Regions from separate parts of the Mus musculus genome. Here regions 2 and 3 are each linked to region 1. A link is a contact called in public promoter capture Hi-C data. All regions are on one chromosome and are shown on one strand. Each heading gives the region's core, a stretch centred on a gene start, on an enhancer-like site or on the middle of the called end of the contact. The rest is flanking DNA. Distances are from core to core; before and after follow the strand shown.

Region 1 (4,684 bases), core at 1,493-3,992:
TGTGTCTGTCTGTCTGTCTGTCTGTCTGTCTGTCTGTCAATGCTGCTTACTGGCCTGCCTCCCATGGCTTGCTTCCCATGCCTTGCTCACCCTGCTTCCTTACAGAATCCAGGACTGCAACCCACAGTGTGATGGGCTCTCTCACATCAATCACTAATTAAGAAAATGCCCTCCAGCTGGATATTATGGAGGCATTTTTTTCAGTTGAGGTTCCCTCCTCTCAGATGATGTTAGCTTGTGTCAGGTGGACATAAGACTATCCAGCACATTAAACTGAGATGAATGTGAGAGATTCTTTGATCAGGGGGTATGTATGTGGAAAAGTAGACCCTTAAGTAGTCAGTGTTGGTACTTGCTGGGAGGTGCTCCTCCACTCTTGGGCTGGTTATCAAACCTGAATCTGTGCCTATAGCTAAGCAATGTTTGAATATTGAGTTACGTCATAGCACGGAAAGGAGTTTGAATCTGGCCAAAGCTCCAGTCTTTGTATACTATCTTAAGAAATCCTGGGTCACATTCTGAGCCCATCCCCTTCAGTCACCAGGTAGAGAGACTTGGAGAAAATTCACCTTTCCCTCCCTCCCTTTCTTCTTTTTTTTTTTAAGATTTATTTATTTAATGTATATGAGCACACTGTAGCTGTACAGATGGTTGTGAGTCATCATGTGGTTGCTGGGAATTGAACTCAGGATCGCTGCTCGCTCTTGCCCTGCTCTCTCCGGGACCCACCTTTCCGTTACTGAAGAGATAAGGTGATATCCTTAGCCTACATCCTTTTGTGGGTTTGGGTCTGGGTACCAGAGACGGAAGTTGCAGGCTCAGGAATACTAGGCAAACACCCGCCTTACTTCCAGGCTTCTATTTTGAGACAGTGTTTCCCTAAGTTTTTCAGGATGATAAGTTGTTAAAAGTGCTGATCTCCTGCCTCAGCTTACCTCCATTAATTGCTTTTACTAGTGAAACTGTTACATAGGAGGTCCACAAAGGCCAAGAGTGGATAAACACATCCATACATTAGCAAGTTTTTTGTTTGTTTGTTTGTTTGTTTGTTTGTTTTCGAGACAGGGTTTCTCTGTGTAGCCCTGGCTGTCCTGGAACTCACTTTGTAGACCAGGCTGGCCTCAAACTCAGAAATCTGCCTGCCTCTGCCTCCTGAATGCTGGGATTAAAGGCGTGTGCCACCATGCTCGGCTCATTAGCAAGTTTAAAGAATCATTGCAAGAGGGTGAGGTATGGGGGAACCTGAAAAGATGACTCAGTGTTTAAGAGCACTTGTTCTTCCAAAGAACCAGGGTTAGACCCACATGGCAGCCCACAATAATTTGTAACTCCAGTTACGAGGAATTCAACGACTTCTTCTGGCCTCTACAGATACCTAAATGGGTTTGCAGAGAAAGCCTGTTGACTTGAGTTCCATCTCACAACCCCGGTAAAAGTGGAAAGCGATAATCGACTCCCCCAAAGTTGTCTTCCAGCTTCCATACGCATATCATAGCGCGAACGATCATACACACAGGAATGATAACAAATTTTTTTAAAAATTGTAGCAGGAGAGCCGGATATGGTGGCGCACATCTGTACTTGGGAGGTGGAAGCCAACAGTCTCAGCCATATAATATATTCGAGGCCAGCCTGAGCTATATGAACTATATGAGACCTTGTCTCAAAACCAAAAAATAAACAAAAGAGAAGAAAGGAGTGTAGCTGATAGCCTTAGCCTAGGGGGAGGGGACCATAAATTCTCAGGGCAAAATCTTGGAATGCCAATGTAAGGGATGCGAAATGTAAGGAGTTGGGCACCAGGGGGCGCCAGTCGGACCCGTCCGGGACGAAGCAACCCAGGGTCCCGGGGGTCATGTGCGGTGACTTCCCCGCGCCCCTCTTCGCTGTCGCCTCCGGGGTGAGCGTTGCTGTGCCCTTTGGGGTCCGCGGAGGAGAGGCGGGAACCGCGGCCGTCCGGACGGCGCGGTCGGTCCCTCAGAGACAGCTGTTCTCTCGGGAGGCCGTGGGGGGCAGCAGAGGGGACGGCGACAGGTGCGGGAGCCCCTCCCCGGGCAGAAGTGGGAAGGCGGACTCCGGGGTCTGTTCCCAGGCTGGAAACCGCCCCCGCCCCCCAGGCAAATCCCCCCGAGAGGCCGAGCCGGCGCCGGGTCTGCAGGAGGAAGCGGCCGGAGACAGTGCGATTTCACGCAGCCTCCGGGGCTCGGGTTCCCGAGCTGGGTACATGAGTTACGGGGCTTTGCGTCCCGGGGAAACTGAGGTGGCATGAACGCTAGGCTGAAAAACAACCTCCCACTCGAAAAAATAGAAATACTCACACTCCGAAAGAAAAAAAAAATCCCTCAAGTGATCCAACCGGCTAGGGGAGTTGAGTGATTTGGTTAATGGGCGAGGCCAGCTTTCTGGGGGCTGGGCTTCGGAGCGCTCTCCCTACGCGCATTCACTACCTTTCCCCCGCCTGGGGACGTTTGGAATCTTGATCTCCTCTTAACCATCTCCGGGGGAAATTGCTGGAGTGAGACCCCTCCTTGACCCTCTTGGCCAAGCTGTGGGCTGGCGGGGCACGCTTGGGCGGGTGTCTCGGGCTACAACCATCAGGACTCCAGCCTCGCACGGGAGGGGGCGCGGCCGTGACTCACCCCTTTCCCCCTTCACTCCCTCCCTCCCTCCCTTCCTCCCTCCCTCCCAGACAGACACCCTCCCCTGCCGTCCCGCTCCGGACTCCGACTACGGCTCCGGTTGCAGTTTGCAACCTCCGCTGCCGCCGCGGCCACCTAATCGCTGGCTGTTCAGGTGGCTGTCGCCTGGATGTCCTCCTAATCTTGGGGGCCCCGGGCCAGACTCGGCTGGGCTCCCTTCACCCTCCACTGTAATCATGAGTGCGATTGGGACTCTGCAGGTGCTGGGTTTCCTTCTCAGCCTGGCCCGGGGTTCCGAGATGGGCAACTCTCAGGCAGGTAAGCCGCGCGGGAGCCCCAGCAGGCTGGAAGCTGGGGGCGCAATCTGAGCGCTCGCAGACCCTGGGCAAGGAGTTTGGGTTCTGACGCTTTGAACTGGGGGGTGCGGTACAGGGTCTGCTCGGACCACCAAGGAGGGGACCGTGTGCCTCAGTTCTTGGAGTGGGCTGGTCAGGGACTGCATTCCTGTATGCCTACCCTTATTCCCAGGGCGTCGCCGACCCTCTAATTGGTTTTATTCTGATCTGGTTGGTGCCGAACAGTAGTTCACACTTGAGAGTCTTGGGAGGAGGGTGGGCAGGGACCCTTCTGTAAACGTAAGGAGCCTTGGCTTGAAAGGGTCTCCGTTTGCTCTCAGGTTCCCTGGCCCCCACCCCATTCCAGGTTTCAACAACCCCCAGTTTCGTTGTTTTGCCGACAGGGCGGGGCTATGCAAGGGTTTGAAGTTGTTGTTTTCTAATGTTGGAAAAACAAGAATGGCACCTCCTCTTCCGTGAGTGGGGCTGTCCTGAGAAGGCTGAGATTAACCTGAGGGCCAAGTCCAGGTGACATCAGTGAGAGGTCTCACAGAGGCTGACTGCCTGCTTTCCCATAAGATAAACCGGTCCCCAACTTAACCAACTTCTCTTTATCAAGACCCAGGTTAATTCAGTGAACATGTTGGGCATCTATTACATACTATACTATTTCCAGGTTATATACCCTAAGCTGGAGCTCTGGAAGAAAGGACAATCAGACCTCTTTCTCTCTCCAATCTAAGGCCACCTCTCCCACCTTCTGAACATTCTACTCTGTGAACTGGCTCCTAGACCCAACTTCTGCCCTTCCCCCATTCAATGCCATCTGAGCCTGTTCCGTGTCTCTGGGACTATGGACACTTGAAGAGCACTAGAATTGGTATCATTAGAGTCCTGTTGATCTTTCCCCTTTCCCAGATCCCCAGATCTCAGTTTGGGGTTGGCACATTCATTGCCCCTTCCCCAGAGTGGGAGTGGGAGAAACCACCTGTGCTTCCCCCACAGTTGCTGGGCCTAAATTTAGCCCCTGGGATCTTGAGATGTGAACACTCCCAGCTGGTGGAGGGGGTGGTCTGGAGACTGAAGTGGGAGGGGCCAGGGGAGTGACTGGATCACTGTCCCATCTGACTGTGCCCCCACCAACCAGGAACCCAAGAGTCCAAGATTCCCACCACCCTCCTCAAGAGGCAGGGAGCAGGCATGTTTAGTTCTCTATCCTTTATCTCCATCCTGAGCCTCTGGGCATCCGGCCCTGTCTCAAGCCTTGTATAGCCCCTTTGTCCCCTTGTGTGTGTGGCTGGGGCTTCTGAGGGCTGGAGGTTCTTGGTCTGCGCAGTCAATGCTCTCCACAGAGAAAGGTTCTGACTTTGAGCCTTTGCTCCTCTGTGAGTGTGGTCCACCCCACACCCACCCGCAGTTCTCGCTGCTTCCTGTGCGCCCCAAGTTGCCTGGTTCCTCCTGGGTAGTTGTTTATACTCCCGTCCTACCCAGGCCCTTTGCCCCTGTTTGTGAAATGTGGACTTTACCCTAAGGGTGGCAGGTAACCGAGACAGACCTGTAGGGCCTTGCAAAGCACAAGACACAAAGTGTGCAAGGCATTGTGGGCAGGTGGGATGGACTGGACACTTGTAAAACTTCCCAACTCGGGGCCCCAGGGGCAAACAATATATATTTCTGCACCAGAGTAACTGTGTACGTGTTTGTGTGCCA
Region 2 (4,684 bases), core at 1,284-3,783, 510 kb after region 1:
AGACTGAGATATGTGAGTGGCTTCCATTCTACACCTTTTAAATCAGCTTTCAAATTGGATTACTTACTCATCAAAAAGTCTAGAAATATCTCACACCAGAGAAGTGTACACTGGTATTCTGGAAAATGGTGGTGGGAAGACAACTATTTTGTTTACAGAACCCGGGGCTCATCACATCAAACATAACACATTAGTTTTCTGAATGGAGCTCACCTTGGAAGTGGCATCTTTTAGATTGATAACACCAGATTCAATCATTTCATGGTATAAATCATTGCCCTCACGGGTCCTCTCACCAACACCAGCAAATACAGAGTAACCACCATGGGCTTTGGCGACATTGTTGATTAGCTCCATGATCAGTACTGTCTTTCCAACGCCAGCACCTCCAAAGAGTCCTAGTTTAAGAAGAAATATTTCAGATCTCTGCATTCCCAAATTAAACAGCCTTCAAAAATGTTCAGTTCTGTCCATTTTCCCCTTCTCAGGAACGGCATCTGGCTTCAGCAAATTCAGAAGAACGAAAGTCAGAAGCTAATCATCACTGAAGGCTCAAGCACTCTCAAAAGAAAAAAGGGTCTCCATGCTTTACTGTATTTGGAAAACACGGACCAAAAACCAACGTACCGATTTTCCCACCCTTGGCGTATGGGGCCAGCAGATCCACAACCTTTATCCCAGTCACCAGAATCTCCTGCTCAACACTCATCTCTATGAACTCAGGAGCCTCAGCATGAATAGGAGCAAATCTGTAAGGTTCAGGGAGGAAAGGGTCAGAACCAGGCACCATGCTCAAAAGCCACTGGCCACCACAAACAGTCAAGTCTAATCTTGTTCAAGTTAAGCTGTCACAGAACATCATCTCTCTGCAATAAAAAATATTGTCTCGCCGGGCGTGGTGGCGCACGCCTTTGATCCCAGCACTTGGGAGGCAGAGGCGGGCAGATTTCTGAGTTCGAGGCCAGCCTGGTCTACAGAGTGAGCTCCAGGACAGCCAGGGCTATACAGAGAAACCCTGTCTCGAAAAACCAAAAAAAAAAAGTCTCAAGAACAAATAATCCTCTTTTTTGATATTTTCCTTTTACTGAACTTAATATAACAAAGTTTCTTTATATAACAATAAGAAAATAAAAACCTGTAAATTTTAGAGAATCCATAATGTAACACAGCTTTAAAAAAAGTAACAGGGGGTTCTATGTAGCAAGTTTTCAACAATCCAAACTTCTGTATCTTCATTTTCAATAACTGAATACAACAGAAATGGAAGTAGTACTGTAGGAAAATGTTGCTTTACTACCAGTTATTACCCCATGTGTACAACTGCAAGAAAAGGTTCCCATGTTCACAAATGCAGTGAGAGAAACTTACTGTTTGGTTTTGATAGGACCTCTCTCATCAATAGGTTCTCCAATGACATTCATGATTCTGCCCAAGGTCTCAGGACCAACAGGAATTTTGATTGGTGCCCCTGAATCCAGTACTTTCTGGCCTCTAACCAAGCCTTCAGTGCCATCCATAGCAATAGTTCTGACCGTGCTCTCCCCTGTCAATCAGCATTAACACGTTATAAGCACCAAAACCTAACAGTATGTAATGAAGGGTGATCAAAAGCAAACAGGCCTCCCCTCTCAGCACCTGAGTGTGGCTTCAGCAAACTCAGAAGAACGAAAGTCATTTGGTAAAGTCATCACAGAATGGAGATGGCACGATCTCGTGTTATTTAAGCCTAACAAGCTCTTTCCCACCTCTAAAACGTCCTACTTACCCAAATGCTGGGCCACCTCCAAAACCAGTCTGCTGTCCCTGCCTTGCACTTCCAGGGCATTTAGGATGGGTGGTAATCCCTCATCGAACTGGACGTCCACCACAGCGCCGATGACTGCCACGATTCGCCCGGTGGCAGTGCCTGCCTTCGGGGCCGCAGACGCCTGCGCCGCATAGTCTCTGGCTAGCAGACAAAAAGGTATTGGAAGGCGTTGGTGTTAGGACAGCTTAAGGTCACCCGAATCCCAGATTTATCCCCCGAGGGAAGGTTAGCTGAGCCCAGACTAAGTCTCCTGCAAGATAGGAGGAGGCATGGAGAAGGGCACGCTGCAATCGGGAACCCACCCGCACTGTTTTCCCGACCTCGTGCACAGAACCGCCATTATTCTCGAGTTTGGTATCCCCCTCAAAACCTCAAGGTCGAGGCAGCTGCCGGCCACTCTAGCCTCACAAAATGGGACGCTGCTGGTTATATCAACGCTCCCACGGGCGACTGTCCTTGCACTCCTCGGCTGGACAGTAGTCCGCTGCCCGGGAATCCTTATGGAGAACGGATCCGATAGGCCCAAGCTCAAGGTCACGGGGAGAAGAACCGAACTAGCTCCTCCAGGAAGGCGCTTACCAGGATGAACCCCGGCGGGAGCAGCTCGCAGTAGAAGCTGCGCCTGTGGCAGAGCCGCCGAAGGGCTGAGTCCCCGCAAGGCCCCGGAGGCCGAGGCCGAGGCCACACGCCCCACAAGACTCAACATGGCGGAATCCGGGTGGAGACTGAGCGCCGAAGCGGTCCTCTCCGCCGGTCCTGCAGCTGGGGCGGGGCAACCTCCGCCGTAGGCACAGTAATTGGGTGATTTTGCTGTTCGTCATCACCACTAACGCTTCTATAGGGTAAAAAAACTCGGAGCTTATCAGCTATTGGTCTAAACTGGTGCCAATCTGAAAATTCTCTTTTTTAATTGGAGGAGCCGCCCTCTAAGCCTCGAAACCTAATTGGCCCATGGGAACGTCAGTAGGAGAGGTTTTTGGCGGAACTACGTTGAAATAAAGGGGCGGGGTTCCGTTGAACCTGTGCACTAGGCCGTCTTTGACTGTCCTTGGACCTTGAGTTAGGTGACAGCCGCTAAGGTTGAGTGGCGGCGTCCTGAAAGTCAGGAACCTTCTGTGGCTCCAAAACGTGGGGTTTCCTCGACAGTAGTGAGGGTGGAAGTTTCCAGGCGGCCCAGCAGGTCCGAAACCTGGAGGCTCTTTATCATATAAATCCGTGCAACGAAAGAAACTAAAGCGACCCATCCTTCGACAGACGTTCTGCATCGAGGAGACAAGGTTATTTATTTATAACACTCGAGGGGTAATTTAGAGTCACCTACTTATGTAAAGAATTGCCCTAAGCAGACGTACTGACAGAACCCTGTAATTCCAGAACTTGACAGGTGAAGGCTCAAGATTCCAGGAGCCAACTGAAGCCCCTTGAGACCCTGTCTCAAACACAAAATGAAAGGTCAGAAGTAATAGACCTTTGCTGTGATATGTGTGTGCAGAAATCCGTAAAGTAAAGTAGAAAGGAAGAATACGCTAAGCGAGCCTTTGCCTGAAACCACATTTCTTCGGTTTGGTTGTAGATAAGGCAAAAAAAAAAAAAAAAAAAAAAAAAACGAAATCCGACCCTATAGGGAGATGATGCCAGGTCTCAAAGGACTTTTGAATGAAAGTGGAGGCTGGCCAGAAGTGTGTGTTGCTCTAGGATGGAAAGTCACAGAATCAATGATATCCTTGCCAGCAACAATGGGGATGGGGTGGAGCTCTAACAGGGAAGCCCTTGGTCTTCCTATGAGGATACACAAAGTTGTAGTATTGCACCTTTTTACTTCCTAGCATCCTCCAGTACTTCCCATTTTTCTGCATGATGATGAAAAAAGTTCTCAGTCTGACAGTGGAGAGCTGGCAAAGGCTGTAGCGGGGAACAAAGGAACGCACCCATATCCTCCTCAGCAATTACATGCATGTGTTATTGAAACAGTCTTGCTGTGGTTCAGGCATGCCTTGGACTCAGCCTCCCCATTCTTAAGATAACATCTAATAACCTTGCTAAGTAAGGAAGAGCCCAATGCAGGACAAGATGTTGCACTTCTGTGACACCAGCACTAGAGAGGGGGAGGCAGGAGTTTAAAATCATCCTGGGCTACACAATGAGTTGGAGGCCAGCCTACTGGATAACACTGCGTGGCAATAAGTAAAAAAAAAAATCATAAAATTCAGACAGAAAAGAACCAAAAAGAATGTCAGCATATGATTAGCAAGTAGAAGAAAGAAATATGGGGCTGAAGGGTAATAAGAGGATCGGAGGATGTAATGCAGAGAGTCAAGAGGCTGTCTGGTGAGACGTCTCAGTGGATAAAACCATGCACTGCTCTCACAGAGGACTGGAGCTCAGTTCCCAGTATGCACATTGTGCAGCTGGCAACTGCCTATAATTCCAGGGATCCAACACCATCTCCTGGCCTCTAGAAACACAGCACTCCTGTGCCCTCTGTCCTCACAGGCACCAGGCAAACAATGAATACAGGCAAATCACTGACTTATACAAATCAACATGAATCAAGAATCAGGGTGATAGCCAGGCATGGTAGCACACGCCTTTAATCCTAGCAGATTTCTGAGTTCGAGGCCAGCCTGGTCTACAAAGTGAGTTCCAGGACAGCCAGGGCTATACAGAGAAACCCTGTATAAAACAAAAAGAAAACCAAACAAACAAACAAAAAGAGTCAGGGTGATAGCCAGGCAGCGGTGGTGCACGCCTGTAATCCCAGCACTTGAGAGGCAGAGGCAGGTGGATTTCTGAGTTTGAGGCCAGCTTGGTCTACAAAATGAGTTCCAGGACAGCTAGGACTATACAGAGAAACCCTGTCTCAAAACAAAACAAACA
Region 3 (4,684 bases), core at 649-3,148, 270 kb after region 1:
CCAGCTGGACAAGACCTCTTATTCTTTTTTTAAATAAATGTATATATACAATACTGCTATAGTGAAACAAGAGACATGCGGACTGGGGATGAGGAGAAACAGACTAATCAAGACCTAACTTCTACAGCAGAAACAATTAATTGAGGTTTGGGGCAAAGAAATACGTGGTTATAACTTTCCAGGCTCTTCCAGATAGGCAGAACCCAACTGCTCTGCTGTTTGTGTACTAGGATTACAGGCATGCAAATACCATAAGTGGCTTAGAGCCCAGTCCTTCTGATACACAATCAATGTTCTGGCTCCTTGGTTGTTTGTTTGTTTGGTTGGTTTTTTGAGATAGGGTTTCTCTCTATAACAGCCTTGGCTGTCCTGGAACTCTCTTTGTAGACCAGGCTGGCCTCAAATTCAAGATCAGCCTGCCTCTGCTGGGATTAATGATATGTACCATCACACCAGGCTGTTTCTTTTCTTTTCGAAGACAGTACCTAATTCTATGGGGTAGACCAGAACTAGAACTCAGAAAGATCCTTCTGGTCCCGCCTCTGAGGGTTGAGATCATTATCATTACAGGTCGAATGACTTCCTGCTTTCTTCTCTTCGAACAAGTTCATACTCTAAGCCCGAGTGAGCTACTTTATTTGAGGGATAGTAAATTACCTCCACAACTGACTGGCTGCCATCTGGATTGATTCGGAAGGATCCCATCTGAATGGTCTTCTTGGGGTCCACGCGGGCAATTTCCCACTCTAATTCATCCACCAGAGCCCTGCAAGCTGGTGTCAGGGAAGAGAACAGGGAGTGGGGATGGTGAGGGGAATGAGGGTTTTTCTATCCATCCTTGTTCCAAGCTTTGGATCTCATGACTCCCACGGGTCATCTTCCTCCCACTTCTCCACTGGTCTTCGTGCTTTTACCTCCACAGTGTAGATCTTGGCTCCTTCGAGCCCAGGCAGTTCCCAGCAGGACCCCCAAAAGTAGGGCTAGCCAACCCCAGCCTTTCATCTTTAGTGTAACAGGGTCGCTCCACCTGGATTTGTATGAAAATGAAACACAGGTGTGAGGAGAGCGATCCATTTCCCCCATGACCGTCACCCCTCATTCCAAGGCCTTCAGAGGCCTTGGTGTGATTCGGATTGTTTTCCAGGAAAAAACCTCGTTACAAACACCCGAGGGACCGGAGTTCGGGATGGGGGAATAGGGAGTGAGAGCTCGGGACTGGGACTCAGATCCAGAAACTATGTCCTCCACAGGTGAGGGCCTGGGTTTTGATACTTTGAGGACACTGAGGACTCACAGAGCTATGCAGTAGCTTTGAGATGGAGGTTATCGATTACGTGAGAATGACGGGCAGAAAGGAGCTGCCAGCAAGGAACCAGTCAGGCCATGAAGCCAGCGAGCACACTCCATAACCAGGGCCTATGTGGACCTAGCACCAAGGGTTCCGGAATCCCCATCTCTAGAATGTAAGTAGCTCCCGTGCAGACAGACCAGCCCCTTTTGTAAGGACTCCGCCATCGCTTTGCTCGGGTCCATTCCCAACCTCAGTGCGCCCACAGCCTCTGACGCTCGCATCTGTCCCACCTCTGCTCCCACGGCCGCCGCCGTGGCCCAGGCTCTGGAAAGCAGCCGGACTCTCACTTTGTTTTCTGTGGGTCCCAACCCTAGCAGCTGGCTGGGAAAAACGGGGCTGTCCCGGCTTCTCCAGAGCGCTCCGGCTCCCGCCAGGTTCAGGGTGGCCAGTGACCGCCTGGCCCAGCTTCCCGCACTTAACTAGGCACCTAAGCGGAGATCTGAGGGTCCCGTGCGAGCCCCCCACCGAAACTGACCCTAAGCCCGCCCCTCCAAACTCTCGCGCGAGCAGGCAGCTTTAGGAGCGCCTCCGAGGCAGCGAGGACCCCTTGGAAGACTTGAGGACCCAGACTTGCGTGGCGAATTGGTTCACGTGACCAACCAAAGAACAAAGGTAGCCTAGCTTACAGTGAGGACCGAGCGCATGGGGTGCCTGGGGAAATTGCATCAGTCCAGGTGGGCTAGGACTTGCAAACAGATGCAATTAGTAGTGGGAGAGAAGCCTAGGTTTCAATGCACAAAGATTTCATGATACAGCAAACTACATTTCCCAGGAAGCACTGCAGTACCACTCTGCCAGTAGCTACAGGTCTTTTTCTTTCTTAAAAAAAAAACAAACAAACAAACAAAAAAACTAGTTTTTAAAACAACTTCCTTCTTGTACCAAATTAATAAATGATCGTCATTAGGTATGTATTGGGTAATATCATTTTTGGTATTATCTGCCTTTTCAGGCAGGTTCTTGGAGATTTCTCTTAATTTATCCTCTGAGGATGGGGGTGTGGGTTATATTACGGTCAATATTCTTCTTAGCTCTCACGCTGTGAATAGAGCAATTCCTCTCTGAATTTTCGGCACACCGCAGGTACTGTCATGAGTGAAGCAGTGTCTTGCTATGTAGCCCAGGATGCCTTGAACTCAACTCCCCATCGCAGGCTGGTTGGGGACTGTGGTTCTCAACTGCTCCGCTGTTAGGATAACAGGTTGACACCACGCCTTAAGGTCTTGAGATAAACTGGGATTTGTGATCGCTTTATGTATTTAGGGTGCTAGGCAACTACAGCAAAGACCGAACACCGTCCAGGGGAAGAACAATTATGTTCCTCCTGGTGCCCGGCATGGTGGCGCATGCCTTTAATCCCAGCACTTGAGAGGCAGAGGCAGGCGGATTTCTGAGTTCTCGAGGCCAGCCTAGTCTACAAAGTGAGTTCCAGGACAGCCAGGGCTACAGAGAAACCCTGTCTCAAAAAACAAACCAAAAACCAACCAAACAAACAAAAAAACAAAAAAACTATGTTCCTCCTGGATCCATTCATTCTGGGACTCAGAATCTTCATTTCTAGGTGTGGATCTGAAAACACAGTTTTCATTTTCTCATTGTTTGGTGAAGTCAAATCAAAGAAAGAAAGAAGCCAAAGAATCCCACACTAGCGGTTTTCTAATGAGATAAAAATACTTTTATTTTATAAAACATGCTGTTTTAAGCAAAATTTTTAAAAAATAAAACAAAACTCGAGATAGAATGTATGGAAGACAGATACTTCTCAGCTGTGGTCAGGAATGAAGCCAGTAGCTCAGCTTCCTGCACACCGGTTTGATTGGCCCATTGAGACTCTACAAGCTGGTCCACCCAGCCACCGTCTCTCAAGCAGCTAGATGCTGGAGCTGCCTGGGTCTCTGTACCCTGTGACTGTCCAGGACTTCAGTTCTCTAGCAGACTGGGAACTGAGAGTTCTGGTTCTAGAGCTCTTTTGTACAGATATCAGTTGCCCAGGATATTTATTACGAACACCAATCACTCCACCTGGGTCACTTTAGGCTTTGTTTCTGGCCCACTGTTTTGCAGAGGATAAAGGGGGAATCTGGCAGCTAGAACCTTTGCAACAATTTTGCTGCTTTCCAGTTCTATTAATAGCACCATCTGTAGACCCTGAGCAGATCCAGTTCTGGAAGTGGACAGGGTAAAGCCGACTTGAGAAGCCACCTCTCAGTTCTGGGGACAGCACTGAAAGGGAAGGCAGCTCACAGTGCCAGCACTGAGAAGACAGCTGCATCTGTTAGGAGACAGAATCACGGAGACCAGGGTGAGCAGAGGAGGCACCAGGACACTCACTATACAGAAAGAGCATGAGGGAAGTAGGGCAAGGCATGGACATTTCCCTGAGCAAGCGGCTACACCAGTGTCTCTCTCACTGACTATTGGAAACACTGAGTGATGTGTGAACTGTCAGACACTTCAGGAGCAGGTAGGGGTATTATAATCTGAGGTGGTGGTATACAAGCTCGACATATGCCAGCAACACCTACCCAGCCCAGTTTCCCTCGCCTCAGCCCAGCCTTACTCTTGGGACTTGTCTGGCTTTCAGGCTCAGGCACCTTCCAGTCCATCTTTCGGCCCTTCTCATAGAGACCCTTGAGCACCTTGTGGAAGGACTCGGGCTCGGTGCCGTTCTTGCTCAGCTCCAGATACTTCCGGTAGAGTTGAAGGGCTGTGCGGGCATCCTCAATGCTGTCATGGGTCTCACCTTGAATCTTCAGGTCTGGGGTACACCGATACTTAAGGAACTCACAAAGGCGGCAGGCACCCCATCTCTATCCTGGCACCCACAACACTCCCACGCAGTCTCCTAGAAACATCTTTTCTTATTTTATGTTTACTGACTGTTTTGCCTGCGTGGTCTATGTATGGGTGTGCATGGTGACCATGAAGGTCAAAAGATGGTGTCAGATTGCCTGAACTGAGGTTACACACGGTTGTGAGCGGTTGTGAGCTATCATGTTAAGCACTGGGGCTTGATCCTGGGCCCTCTGCAAGAGCAGTGGTAGGTGCTCTAAGCCAACTCGTCAGACCCAGAAAACGTCTTCTTAAATTAGTGATAGATCTAACTAAAACCATTAGCTGAAAAAAATGGTAATTCTAACTTGAGAAATAACTATTCTTTATTCTAAAATGATTCCTGTTTTGTTGTTCTTGTAGATTTTTTGTTTGTTTGAAGACAGGGTTTCTTTGTGTAGCCCTGGCTGTCCTGGAACTGAGACTGTAGACCAGACTGGCCTCGAATTCAGACATCCACCTGCCTCTGCCTCCTGAGAGATTGTTGTAGCTTTTTGCTAT

Evidence for each region. Promoter capture Hi-C pulls out the DNA fragments that hold promoters and counts their contacts. Capture Hi-C pulls out chosen DNA fragments and counts their contacts.
Region 2: a contact with region 1 is called in a promoter capture Hi-C map of neural stem cells. The contact joins the promoter of Atp5b here to the promoter of Erbb3 in region 1. A contact is called at or near these places in 1 of 39 promoter capture datasets (neural stem cells), 1 of 484 Hi-C or Micro-C datasets (embryonic stem cells), 1 of 115 datasets of contacts at active chromatin or transcription factors (embryonic stem cells) and 1 of 9 other capture datasets (liver).
Region 3: a promoter capture Hi-C map of adipose tissue shows a contact between it and region 1. The contact joins the promoter of Cnpy2 here to the promoter of Erbb3 in region 1. A contact is called at or near these places in 11 of 39 promoter capture datasets (the C10 cell line, the HPC-7 cell line, cranial neural crest and 7 more), 1 of 484 Hi-C or Micro-C datasets (embryonic stem cells), 3 of 115 datasets of contacts at active chromatin or transcription factors (embryonic stem cells, large pre-B cells and pancreatic cancer cells) and 4 of 9 other capture datasets (adipose tissue, embryonic stem cells, macrophages and 1 more).

The regions. Positions count from the first base shown.
Region 1 is chr10:128,587,693-128,592,376 of GRCm38.p6, reverse strand. It overlaps Erbb3 (erb-b2 receptor tyrosine kinase 3), which reads left to right and starts at 2,742. Exons shown (of 28, transcript NM_010153.2): 1 at 2,742-2,957. The coding sequence starts at 2,876.
Region 2 is chr10:128,081,156-128,085,839 of GRCm38.p6, reverse strand. It overlaps Atp5b (ATP synthase, H+ transporting mitochondrial F1 complex, beta subunit), which reads right to left and starts at 2,533. Exons shown (of 10, transcript NM_016774.3): 1 at 2,387-2,533; 2 at 1,766-1,948; 3 at 1,369-1,543; 4 at 628-749; 5 at 214-398. The coding sequence starts at 2,513. It overlaps Snord59a (a small nucleolar RNA gene), which reads right to left and starts at 1,698; the gene lies at 1,624-1,698. Mir677 (microRNA 677) reads right to left here and starts at 554; the gene lies at 477-554.
Region 3 is chr10:128,319,673-128,324,356 of GRCm38.p6, reverse strand. It overlaps Cnpy2 (canopy FGF signaling regulator 2), which reads right to left and starts at 1,898. Exons shown (of 6, transcript NM_019953.1): 1 at 1,582-1,898; 2 at 915-1,027; 3 at 658-773. The coding sequence starts at 1,002. It overlaps Pan2 (PAN2 poly(A) specific ribonuclease subunit), which reads right to left. Exons shown (of 26, transcript NM_133992.3): 25 at 3,912-4,109; 26 at 2,999-3,623. The coding sequence ends at 3,592.